2 separate regions of the Sus scrofa genome follow, and region 2 is linked to region 1. A link is a contact called in public Hi-C data. All regions are on one chromosome and are shown on one strand. Each heading gives the region's core, a stretch centred on a gene start, on an enhancer-like site or on the middle of the called end of the contact. The rest is flanking DNA. Distances are from core to core; before and after follow the strand shown. Region 1 overlaps ETV6 (transcription factor ETV6). Region 2 holds the start of ETV6 (transcription factor ETV6).

Region 1 (6,443 bases), core at 2,156-4,655:
GATTATTTCCTGCCTCTCAGTCCAGCACTTTGGGGAGAGGACTGGGGGTGCACTGTCCCTGGTGGCTTTCCTCATGGCCCCAGCATGGGCCACCGTCAGCCAGTGGGAGGGTTTCTTGTGAGAGGCAGGTCTGTCCTACCCACCTTGGTATTCTTTCAGAGCAGCCACAAAACCACGCTTTCTCTATTAAGTACACATTCCTGAGACTGTAACAAAAGGCTGAGAGCAGCAGGGGAGCGTACTGCTCCAAGGGCTGAAGATTTAAAGGGTTTCATTTCTTCCTTGCTGGAGACTGTATTGTTTGAATGCAGTTTGGAAGCCGCTTCTCCACCACAAGGGGAAATAGAAACCTGCCCTAAAGCTGCACAGGGACCCCGACTGGTCTTTATCCTCATAGCTTAGTGATTTCCTGCTACATGATTGAGCGGCAGGGCGCCCTGACATCCATGAGGCCCCAGGAAGCCCTGTATGAATGTCCTCCCTTTGCTGAGTGGCTGCTCAGCCAGGCCAGTTCCCTTCAGCCAGAGCCCTGAGCCACAGCTAAGCTGCCCTCCCAGGATGGGGGTGGGAGAGCCTCATTGTTTTAGAAGAGATACAGGAAATCAGAGATTTCCATCCTCCCCAGTTGGGGAGAATTGAATTCTACAGAGAAAGTAGCCAGCTTTGAACAGAAAGCCCCCTCCCCTCACCCTTCCCCTCCGCAGCCCATCCCCCAGGGCACCCCATCTTACTGAACTGCACTTGGGGGAAACCTGCTTGCCTGCGTGATGGGATGGGCACCGTGACCGTGGGCTTGGCTGTGCTGCCAAGCTCTTGCTTTTTCAGTAGCAGAGTTAATGTGGCCATGACTCAGAATGATGGGACCCCAGATGCTAAGGAAGTGAACTAACTCCTTTTCAGCTCACAGTGGACTCATAGTCGACAGAATAGGTTTCATGTTCTAATGAAACCGCGCAGAAACTCTGTCCTTGGTGGCCGAGTAGCATGTGGGGTGACTCTCCCTCCCTCCCTCTCTCCTGCACTGCCTCCTCTCTTTTTCTTCAAGCCAGAGCCGAGAACTCTTTTCCAGCCCAAATTCCTTTAAGCAAAGGGTCCTTCCACACGTGACCTTGAATAGATTTCTTCTCGTGATATGCCTATCCTGAGCTGCATTCTGTTCCTTGGATCTAGGAAAGGCTGGAGAAATCTTCCACTCCATTTAAGGAGAGCCTGTATGGGTAGTGGATAGGACCTCAGGCACAGAATAAAGAACAGCTTACAATTATATAGCACTTTTCCTTCCAGGGAGTACCAAGCACTTCCTTGTAAATCCTGCCCTATTCTCGCAGAGCATGAGTTACTTCCTAGAAATGATTTAGGCTCTTTTGGAAAATGCATTGATTCTTTTAACCATCATGAACCCTGTTACAGTAAAACCTCTATTATCTGATCTTCTGTGAATTTGTAAAGCTATTATTAACTGGCACATTGCATATTTCACCAGTGCAATGACAGCTGATGTTTATGATAGTGACCCTGAACTTAAGATCTGAATTTTACCCACTCAGGAATCAAAGGAAGATTAAATTGTATTCAGGAGAGTTTGTCGTGTCTATTTTATTGTATTCAAATCTTTCTGAAGGGAGTCCAAGTGTATGTCCACTGTAACTTCCCCGAGTGGTGCCTATTTAAAATACTTTCTCTTTTCCAGGCATTGTAAACCAAACTCTGTTTTTGTTTTTTTTGTTTCTTTTTTTTTTTTTTAAGGATTCTAATATTTTGGGTCCAAACTACAGATGATTACATCTCAAATCCGACCGGGAAACAAAATTTCTTCTTCGGGCAGGTATGAAATACCATAACTGTGCTCACCCCAGGTGGACACATCACCCAAGATACTCCCCACCGTTACTCTTTGAAATCTTAGCCCTGCTCTCCTAGGTGTTCTGAGTCTGCCAGGGTTTGACACTGTCCTTCAGAGACTGACAGTAGTTTAGCCTCCACGTGGCAGTGGCTCAGATCCATGGCCCCCCTTGGGCTCTGTACCTCTGTCTCAGGCTTTGTTGTGAGATGTGGTTTGTATCATTTTCCTTCAGGGAAACCTTATATAGTAAGACAGGTGCAATAGACAATGAGGAGACTTTAAAAAATTAGAAGTCCACAAGCATCTAGGAAAGGGGTTAAAAACGACTGGTAGGCACCCCAGAGCACCCCACCGCTGCCTCTGCCTTCCATCCAGTGGGATGTCAGCTGCCTCCAGGTTAGCCCTGGTCCAGGGGCAGGAACCTCAGTGCTGCTTCTGCAGGTTCAGCTCAGAGAGCCAAGAGCTAGTGCCCCCAAAAAGCTCAGGAGGAAGGAAACAGAGGACCTAAAATAACAGAAAAGGAGGTACCCCACTCTCCGGTGGTCCATCAGTCCACATACTTGGTTAGAGAAGTCAAAGCCTACCACAGACAAGGTATCTGCTTATCATTGCATGCTGCCATATTGTAATGTCCAAGAACCTTCAAGTCCATTGCCTCAGGTGATCTCACAGCAGCCTGGCAAGGTGGACCTGATAGAGTCATTCCTGTGTTATAGAGGCGGAAACAGTGACACCTTAGCTAAATCCTATCCAAACAAGGCTGGTGACAAAGCCAGACCAAAGCACAAGGCCTCTGATTCCTTATCCATGATTCCCTGATGCCCATAATCCCCTGATGGGATAAGGTTACCCTTTAAGGTGACTAGTCACCCAGTGCCAGGTTGTAAACAGGTGGATCACTTAGAGGACACTGACCCATGGGGCCACCTCCGCTTTTAAGTTCAGTGCATTAGATGAAGCCAGAGACCTCACCTCTAATCCTGGCCCTGCTTCAAGCTAGTGGGGCAGCTCTGAGCAAGGCAGCCGGCCTCCTTCCCTTCTGGATGCTCAGCTGGAAATAAGAGCAAGGTCTGTACCACTGACCCACCTTGCTGTTGTGAAGGCCAGATGAGGCATAAACTTTGAAAGCCTTTTGTTGCCAGACTTAAGGTCATGTGCCCATTTTCCACGATTTAGCTCAGAGGAAAAGAACAGCCAGGTACAGGGCTTGGTAGGTGTGATGACTTAGATTTGAGGATATTTGTGGGACAAGGCACAAGAAAGAAATTTACTTGACTGGGAGCAGAGAACAATATGCTGAGTATGTTAGAAATGTGGTAGGATGCGAAACTCAAAAATGATGCAAAAAGCAGTCGGTCACAATTTTCTGCCACCCCCCCCCCTTTTTTTGCTAGTCACCACCTCTGGGGATGATCTTCCTGGGGTGGTAATTTAGAAAAGCCCTCGCCAAAAAGATGACCCTTGAGAGATAAACTTAGTATCTTTTTAAGCATACACAGTTCACTGGGCCAAGAAGAGAAGCAGCTTGTCCCAGGCAGAGGGGGGTGGCCTGTGCAAAGTCCAGAGAAGGCAGCGCCTCTGGGAATTGTGAGCATGTCCATGTGGCTGGAGCTGGGTCAGCCAGAGGGCAACCTGGTGAGTTAGGCAGGCGCTGAGGAGGCCCTGGAAGCTTCTGAAATTTTTTTTTTTTGTCTTTTTAGGGCTGTACCCGCGGCATATGGAGGTTTCCAGGCTAGGGGTCCGATCAGAGCTGTAGCCGCCTGCCTACACCAGAGCCACAGCCACACCAGATCTGAGCGCATCTGTGACCTACACCACAGCTTATGGCAACACCAGATCCTTAACCCACTGAGCAAGGCCACGGATCGAACCCACAACCTTATGGTTCCTAGTGGGATTTGTTTCCGCTGCACCATGATGGGAACTCTGTTTTTCTTTCTTTTCTTTTTTTTTTTGCTTATGAAAATATTTAAGCAAAGCAGTAACACAGCTTTATGTTTTAAAAAGATCACAGCCTCAAACTCAGTGCTCAGCTACCTGACCCTTTTAGGTTTATTGGGTGAGGGCAGATCGCAAACTGTGCAGAGATGAATGGACAGGGCACCAGAAGTCTCCCTGGCCTCCCCAGTCCCTACCAGCATGAGCCCTTGATCAGCCAGCTTTTTCTGTCTAAGGCAAAGGAGGGAGGGGTGCCAGGGAGCCCAGAACTGGTCCCCCCCCCCGCCCGTGACACCTCTGCTCTGACTAGAATCCCCCAAAAGCTAAATCCAGTGGACATGCCTTGGTCCTCCTCATCTTGCCTTTCTTCAGCATGTGATGAGTCTAACCACCTCCTAAGACTCACTCTCTCTTGCCCTGCAAGGTCCCATTCTCCCCTTTTTGTCCCCAGCTTCAAGAGTATGCCTTTTTAAAACAGTTTGCTCCTTATATGTTTTCCTGAAATACTCCAGTGGCTTCAACAATCCCCAGTATAATGATGCTTCCCAAAGACCTTTCATATCTTATCTAGATTTTTCTCCGAAGCACCAGATGCATGTGTACAATTCCATAATACTGGACCTCTTCACCTAGCTAGCCCACAGTCACCTCCCATGAAACAAAATGAAATATACTTTCTCCCCATCCGCCCTCTGAGGCTGGAATGAATGGTACCACTCTCTGGCGGCAGGAATCAGGAGCCTGGATTTTGTCCTTGACTGCTTCCTGCCCATTGAGATCATTGCCAAGTTCTGCCAATCCTACCTCCATCGTATCCTGAGCCCGTCCTTTCTCCATTCCTTCTGCTTTCATTCAGGCTGACAACATCTGTCATCTCCATTTCTACAACAGCCTTCGGACCCATCTCCTTGAACCAGCCTGGCCCTGTTCTAATTCATCCTCCACTCCGCAGCTGGAGTGGCTGCTGGAAAACAAGATCTGATTATGTTACTCCCTTGTTTAAAATCCTTCAATGACTCCACGTAGCCTGGGGATAAAGTCTAAACTCCTTAGTACAACAGACAAGGCCTTTTCTAATAATGGCGAACATTTATCAAGTTGCCTGGTGCTTGCCAGGCACTGTTCTAAGAGCATTATACATGTCTCAGCCTCCCTAGTGCTCGCCACTCCTCAGTGTGAGTCCTATTACTCTCCCAGTTTTACAGTTGAGGAAACCAAGGCACAGAAAGGTGAGTCTCTTTCCCAAGATCACACAGCTCATAATTTGGGGAGCCGAGATTAAAGGAAGCCTGGCTCTAGGGCCACACCATGTTACACCATCTTTTCTTCACAGGGCATAGCTTCTCATTCATCAAAAATATGTATTGAGGAGTTTCCCTCATAGCTCAGCAGAAACAAATCTGACTAGCATCCTGAGGACACAGTTTTGATCCCTGGCCTCGCTCAGTGGGTTAAGGATCTGGTATTGCCACGAGCTGTGGTGTAGGTCACAGACTCAGCTTGGATCCTGCATTGCTGTGGCTGTGGTGCAGGCCGGCAGCTGTAGCTCCAATTGGACCCCTAGACCCCTAGCCTGGGAACCTCCATATGCCACGGGTATAGCCCAAGAAATAAAATATGTATTGAGCACCTACAGTGTGCCAGAAACTGCTCAAAGCATCGGGATATAGCAGTAATCAGAAGAGTGCCTTTGCTGCTGTCTTAGATCCTTGTAACTAATTACAGTAAAGATCAAAATGTGTTTAATCAGGAGTCTACCTTGGAGTCATAACAAAGGCTTTTCGCAAGTATATTCAGAAACTGTCAAGATAAAGTAACTTTAATGATAGTACTATTTGCTTCATTTAGATAGTTTTCCAGAGTATAAAATGGCATTTAAAAAAAAAAAATTGGAGTTCCCACTGTGCCACAGTCTGCAGATCTGACTGCAGATCTGACTGCAACGGCTCAGGTCCCTGTGGAGGCACAGGTTCGATTCCCAGCCAAGCAGAGTGGGTTAAGGATCCAGAGTTGCCACAGTGTGGCATAAGTCACAGCTGCACCTCAGATTCGATCCCTGGCGCTGGAACTTTCACATGCCTTCCATGGCATGTAGAAGTTCCCCGGCCAGGGATCGACCTGCACAACAGCAGTGACCCAAGGCACTGTGATGACAATACTGGATCCTTAAGCACACTGAGAACTGCACCACAAGAGAACTGCTTCAAAGATTTTTAAGTGTGTATATTCTTTGATCCAGTGAATGCCAAAAAGATAAATAAAGCAAATGAAACAACTGTTTACATTCTAGTGAATAAAATGAATAATAAACAAGGTAAATAGTAAGATACGTAGATTAGATAGTAAGAGGAGGACTTGAAAGAAATGAGCATGACTTGGGAAAAGAATACTCCAGCTAAAGGAACAGCAAGTACAAAGGCCCTGAGGTAGGAATGTGCCTGGTATGTGTGAAGAACAGCAAAGGGGTGGATGGGGTCGGGGATGGGAAGAAGCAGGTTCAGACACGGGTTAGATCATGGGGGCCCAAAAGGTCATTTTAAGGACTTTGACCTTAACTCTGAGAGAGAGGGAGACCCCTGGGGGATTTTTGACCAGAGAAGTGAATCTTGTGAATGGGTCCTTCTGGCTGGTATGAGAAGAGACTATAGGGGAACAAGGTGGA
Region 2 (6,189 bases), core at 1,516-4,015, 180 kb before region 1:
GTGCCACTGAGGCACTTCCACCTAACTTCCACTTGGAAGTGTTTAAAGTGCAATATAATGGCAAGCTAAAGGGGAAATATCAAGAGAATTTATAGAATTCTAATATAATTGTATAAATGCCTTATAAGTGATAAATGTGCTCAAGTAAAACCATATGCTCATGAATTGATATATTTGGCAGCATCCTATCTGTTTGAAAAGATATTTCCCAATGAACCATGTAAAATCTCGTGACAGATCAGCAGTAACAAATAACCATTTACAATCAATTTTGATGATAGAAACCGTGTACTTTAACCTGGGGTTTAAGTAAGTGAAATGATATCCTTCTGTAAGAGTTCCATTCCTCTCATTGTTAGTCTGGCATTACAACTGTTATTGTTACACCTTACATTTTATTAAAAAAAATTGTGAATATTTGTTTTCTCTCCAGTTATGTCAGTATCTACATACTGTGCTCAGTTTTGTCGTAGCGCACAAAGCCTAAAATATTTACTATCCACCGCTGGCTAAATGCAACTTTTGCCACAGCTGCTACCGTGTGTTTTGTTTTAGAACCACATACACTCTCATTTAAACCACTTTTGAGGGTTACTTGGAGAAAGTAAAAATGAGATAGAAGGGAAGTTGAGAGTTAATTCCGTCCTGAGGTTAAATAATCGTAGCTAACTTTAATTGAAAAGGTAGTATATGTAGCAAGCACTCTGATAATTAAGCACTTTGAATATATTGGCACATTTTCAATACTCAGGAGAATCTCATGAGAAAGGTACTTTCCCCCACCCCCATTTTACCGAAGCTGAGAGAGCACGTTGCCAGAGATCATATTGATAAGGGATACGGAGATTTATAAGGGCTTAACCTAGCAATGGGACATCAGAACCAATGCTTCCAACAGCAGTGTAAGGACCAAAGGCAGATAAATGTGTGTGGGGGTTGGGCTGGGGGACAGCAGGTGGTCCAAGGCTGAGTGTTGGTTTGGACACGAGCTTTCTGGGAAAGAATAGGACTACGACGTGGCAAGGACTGCCCAGGTCCTTGGAAACTCACGAATCCCATTATGCCAAACTTCCCAGCTACTGGACTCTTCTATTCCAACCCTTTAGTAAATTCTGGTTTAAAGTGTTCTTCGAATGAGCGTGTGAAAAATTCTGAACACAATTTATTATGTGGAGAGAGGAAGGGAAGTTGGTAGGAAAGGTCCGTAGGATAGGGCAGCTTGGGAAATCTGTCCTGGTATACCTGTATATACTACATAACACGCATTATATTTATACAGATGTACTTACCTATCTGTAATTTAATACACATCCATACATCAAACCTATACGTATGATAAGGGTTTAGAATTTAGGCATAATGCTCTCAACTTTCTGCAGTGGACGCTTGCAAACATTTTCAGAGACTATAAATAACAATAGAAACAGTAGAGTGATCAGAGTACGTGCACTCAAGGCTAGAACCCTCAGCCCGACTGGCTCGAAACCTCCTCTAAGTGTTTTTGTTGTTTCTTTTTTTTCCACCAAATATTCCTCCCCCGGCAGGATCCCGGGGGCATCCTATCCGCCAATGACGGTTTCAGAGCTGTGGTCCCGGGGAGGAGTATTATCTCCAGGCACGCGTCCTGTCAACTCAGTAGTCGAGTCACCTATTTCGGTTGGTAGCGGCCGCTATTTCTTTAAAAGGACAGCGGATTTCGAAACCCGGAGGAAGGGGGGGGGGGTGTCAGGAAAAGGAACTCAACTGCCTTTGATAACTGCCCGGCAGCCTTCCCTTCTCCACAACGCATGCGGGGCTGGGGCAGCGCCCGCGGCGGCCGCATCCCCGGCAAGCGCGCCTCCCCTTTTCGGGGCGCCCACCTTCGCGGGGATTCCCCGGCCCACGGGGCTCGGCGTCTGCGGGCGGCCTCCCGGCTTTGTCTCCAGCGTCGCGCTCCGGCGCTCGCTCGCTAGCCCCTTTTCCCCGGTGCGGGCTGTAACCCGATCTCCCATTTCCTGGTGGATTCTCTTAAAGAGGCCGCGGTCGAGAAGCAGAACAAAGGCTATTGTTTTATTTCCTCCTTCGGATTCCGCGTCCTTACCGGAATGCCCTTTCCTATATAATTATTTTCATTGCGTCTCCGCTCGGCGGGGAAAAAATACAAAAAAACCCTTGTGCCTTCCAAAGTATCCGAGAGACGGAGCTCGGGGAGGGGGGGCGCTTAATAAAACCTGTTTTGAGGTTTCTGGGGCCCCGATGGAACCTTTCTTGGCGTGTCTTCCACGAGCCTGGCGCGGCCCGGCCCAGCCTGGGAAGCCCAGCGCTGGCCGGAGGGGGCTGCGCCGCCCGCCTCGTTAGCCACCGCGGCCTCACGCGGCCCCGCTCCCCCGGGATCCTCCGCCCGCGCCCCCGCCGCTGCCGCCGCCCCTCCCCCAGCGCGGCTTTTATTTCCCCGATGCCGGCCTGTAACCCGAGCTTTTATTTCCTGGTGGCTCCTTTAAGAGGCAGAGCTCAGTGCTGGGAATTCACGTCAGTTTCTGCACTGAAACTCTCAAGATCAATGAGCAAAGAGCTTTCTCAGTTCTGCCTTTCAGTTTCTCTCTTCCAGGAAGGAAAACATTCGAGAGAACTAGCGAGGGAGAGCGGCGGGAGGGCGGGGGGCGGGGGCGCCGGCCCGGGTGGGAGGAGAGAGCGGGAGGCCGGCCGGGCTGCGCCCCGGGTCGCCGTGCCGCGCCGCGACCTGCAGACCCCGCCGCCGCGCCGCCCGGCTCCCACGCCCCCGCCGCCCCGCGCGGCGACTCCGCCGGCGCCCCGCCCCGCCCCGCGCGCTCGCGGCCCCCCGGGGCGGCCGCCGGGAGAGATGCTGCAAGAAACTTCTTAAATGACCGCGTCCGGCTGGCCGTGGAGCGTTTCTGGGTTGGGGAGAGGAAAGGAAAGTGGAAAAAAACTGAGAACTTCCTGATCTCTCTCGCTGTGAGACATGTCTGAGACTCCTGCTCAGTGTAGCATTAAGGTAAAGATCTTCTCCCCCTCCCTCTCCGGGGTGGAAAACCTTGAGCTGCACTGGCCCGGCCAGTCCTGCTGGGCTCTCCAGTTCCGAGGGGGCTGCTGCAGTCGCTCTGTTCGCAGGAAATTATTTGGGGCGCCGGGGAAGGAGATGCAGCTCGCGGCGGCTGCCGTACCCTTTAGCGTAACCTTGCTACTCCCCCCTCCCGCCGAGCCCCCTGCCGGCTCCTGCGCCCCCACCCCACCCCCTTTCTTTTTGACGGTGAAATGCCCGTCACCATCGGTCAGGAGGATCCCGAGTGGTGTCTAGGACCGTAAAACAGCCCCGTAATTAGTGCTCTTTTTAAAAAACCTGCTCCCTGCTCCTACTCCCAACATGTGACCAAAATGTAACTTTTGTTCCCGAGGGGTGGTCTCCTTAGAAAAAAAAGTTCTCCAGCCCCATTGGGGTTGGAATCATTTCTTTAAAAAAAAAAAAAAGAAAGAAAGAAAGAAAGAAAGGCTCCCGGAGTCTGATCAGACAGATTCCTCCCCCCACCCCCAACCCCGATTGTAATTGCAAGCGCTTGTGGAAGAGACAGTCGTGGTGTCAGCTTTTCCTGGGCATTGCACAATGAATTTCTTTCTTTTTGTTTGTTTGTTTGTTTCTTTTTTTAAACCAAGGTGAATAAAGTTGCTGAATGGTTGTTTTACTCGGATGCATCTGAAAGTTGAGCAATCCCAAAGTAAAAAACTCCTGCGATGCAGGGAGAGAGAATTATTTAAGTGACCAGGAAAAATGACCTTCCCGGTTTGACAGTGCAGAGAGGATATCTAAGCGTAGAAATCTCCCGGCTTTCTGGCCATGGTTTGCAGTATTGTAAGTGCAGGAGGGTGGAGGATGTTTGCAAACACAGTACTTAGCTTCCAAGTGGTTGTATTTGTGCATTTATATATGTGTATGTGTGTGTCTGTAAAGGCTAGTGGTGCTGCGGTTTGTTGCTTCTAAAAAGTTGCCGTAAAGTTTGCCACCGTGAGGAGGCAGAATGATTTATCCATCTCCCCCAGTTATTTTTGCCATTGCTGCTTTTGTTGTACACTTTCATTTCACTGTCCCATGTACCCAGATGGAAAAGCCTTGCTGCTTCTGTGAGAGGCTGAAGCTGCTGAAGTTTGTTTGTTTATGGCTTGGCCCATTTAAGATGCATTTATTGAGTGGACCCTGCAGCAACAAGGAACAAATAACTGGTTTTCTTCATTGGTGGGGAATTCGAGAAACCTGTACTGTTTTAACATTGCTTTTCTGCAGAATCTGTTTAGCGGGAACACAGTATTTTATCATATTTGCTTATTAGGCTTTCACAATTATACTCAGGTTTTAGTGGGTTTTTTTTAATCAGGGAGGATTCTCATGGGTTTGAAGTAGGGTTAATGTGAACTTGAAAAGGTGGGTTGGGTTTAATTGTTTTTACCTGGCAAAAAACACCCAGGGGAACTTTCGGGTTTCTGTGTTTGTACCTATCTGGGGGGAGGCAGCAGTTAAGTCTGTGGTAGAGGGGGTGTTGGGGTAAAAAACTTAAGTAGGTTGATACTTCAATTTCTTTTGCTGTGTAAACTCTATTCTAGGAGTCTGGGAAAGTTCAAGAAAGTCCTACCATACAGCCAAGCTAGTTTATCTGATAAGTCATAACCCAAGCAGTGGTAACTAAGTGATGGGGTATTAAATCAGTAAATTTTATATGGTTCGATGGCAGTAAACTTGAGCTCCAGAGAACTGGACCAGCTATAGGACAGTAATTTTAGGGTGAAAAACAACAAAAAGCAAGCCTGTGACTTTTCTTGATACCTCTTCTAAAGCAATTGCGTGTGCCTGCCTTTCTGAGGGGCTTATGTGTGGGTGCTGCAGGCACCCCGCCGTGGAAGAAGATTCCAGCAGCCCTTCCCTTGCACACGTGGATGGAACCAGTCCCAAATGGCGCACTCTTTTAAATGTGATATAAGCATTGCCGCCATAGTTGGCATATCTTTTTTTTCCCCTTATTTACCCTCTCACTTCTTTTCAGGAGCCTCTTTCCTTGACTGTGTATTTCTCTGCAATTAGAATAGACTTAATGTTCTTTACCAGTAATGGAAGTATTGCTTTTATTTGGGATTGTTCTTTACGGAACCAGCACGTGACTGTTTGCTTAGACTGTGTTGAGGTTTAAATGCACATATGGGAAGTGCATTTCTCCGCGGAGTTTGTTTAGTTTGCAGTGTTCCAATAAGAAGTGCTGGAGATCAAGGACTGGGATTATTTTAGCTGGTCTGAAAATGTTCTGGTGGTGTGTGCAGTGTCTCTCTTCGTCCTTGGATGTGGTACAGTGACTGCGTAATAAAAGATGTTTGCTGGGGGCCCACAAGCAAGTACTGGAATTGCTTCTTGAGTCCAGTAAACAAGAAACTTTCCTGTGGAGCAGGGAATGAATGTCAGGAGCTTTCAAGGATGAGCGGATAGGTCTGACATCCTGAAGAAGTGTGACATGGAAGGAGATTTCTTGGGGTAGCAGGGTTTCAGCCCAGTCCTGAAACCTTCCTCCCTGGCTTTCATGGCTTACGAGCAGCTGGTCAGCAGGCAGTAAATTCCTCCACAGCTGGTGTGATGGAGCACAGAGGAGTCTGACCAGAGGCAGCCACCGAGGGAAGTACTTTGTTTACTTCTGAGCAGCGTCAGTGCTGCCAGAAGAGAGAAGTGGACGAGTTAGGTGGAATTTCCAGGGCGAAAGTTTCTGAATCAGTCAGTCAGTGACACCTTCGCAGGTATCACTTGTGTGGTGGTGGTTGACGCTGAATGCCTGATGTTGGTCTTTATATTTCTTTTGCACTTTATAAGTGTGTTCCCGTTACTGCGGGGAAGTTAATATTGGGCACAGGTTGCCAGCAGGAGATAGGTTGACTAGCCCAGGGTCACCCAACTTATGGCTGAGCCCCACTGTCTGTCTGCCCTGGACACTCTCATCAGGAGAGATGAAATGCTTCGATTCCTGACCATTTGGGGTTGTTTGAATGTAAGGTCAGGGTCCCCTAACTGTGTACAAAGTCAAATTATTTCTTTTTTAGAGGATTGCATGGCTGACTGCTGGCCGTGGGAGGAAGGAAGAGGCTGTCTTTTCCATCAGCAGCCTTCACCTTCAAGTCACCTGTTCAGTTTTAAGTTCAGCCAAGTCGCAGTGGAAAGTAGTTATG

Evidence for each region. A called contact is a pair of places that touch in the nucleus more often than the background predicts.
Region 2: a contact with region 1 is called in a Hi-C map of liver, with 3 times the contacts expected there. The contact joins the promoter of ETV6 here to the enhancer-like site in region 1. A contact is called at or near these places in 1 of 5 promoter capture datasets (fetal skeletal muscle), 4 of 47 Hi-C or Micro-C datasets (embryonic fibroblasts, fetal heart ventricle, heart right ventricle and 1 more) and 2 of 2 datasets of contacts at active chromatin or transcription factors (alveolar macrophages and skeletal muscle).

What each region holds. Positions count from the first base shown.
Region 1 is chr5:60,598,258-60,604,700 of Sscrofa11.1, reverse strand. The region is part of intron 2 of ETV6 (transcription factor ETV6); the gene reads left to right. Among named protein-coding and RNA genes, the nearest start is that of ETV6, 180 kb to the left of the region's middle. Within about 2 kb of position 3,405, at least 5 of the 83 cell types and tissues checked have an H3K27ac peak or open chromatin away from gene starts, as enhancers often do. A contact at or near this core is called in liver, where this site is marked.
Region 2 is chr5:60,773,368-60,779,556 of Sscrofa11.1, reverse strand. It overlaps ETV6 (transcription factor ETV6), which reads left to right and starts at 2,765. Exons shown (of 8, transcript XM_005652587.3): 1 at 2,765-2,992. The coding sequence starts at 2,960.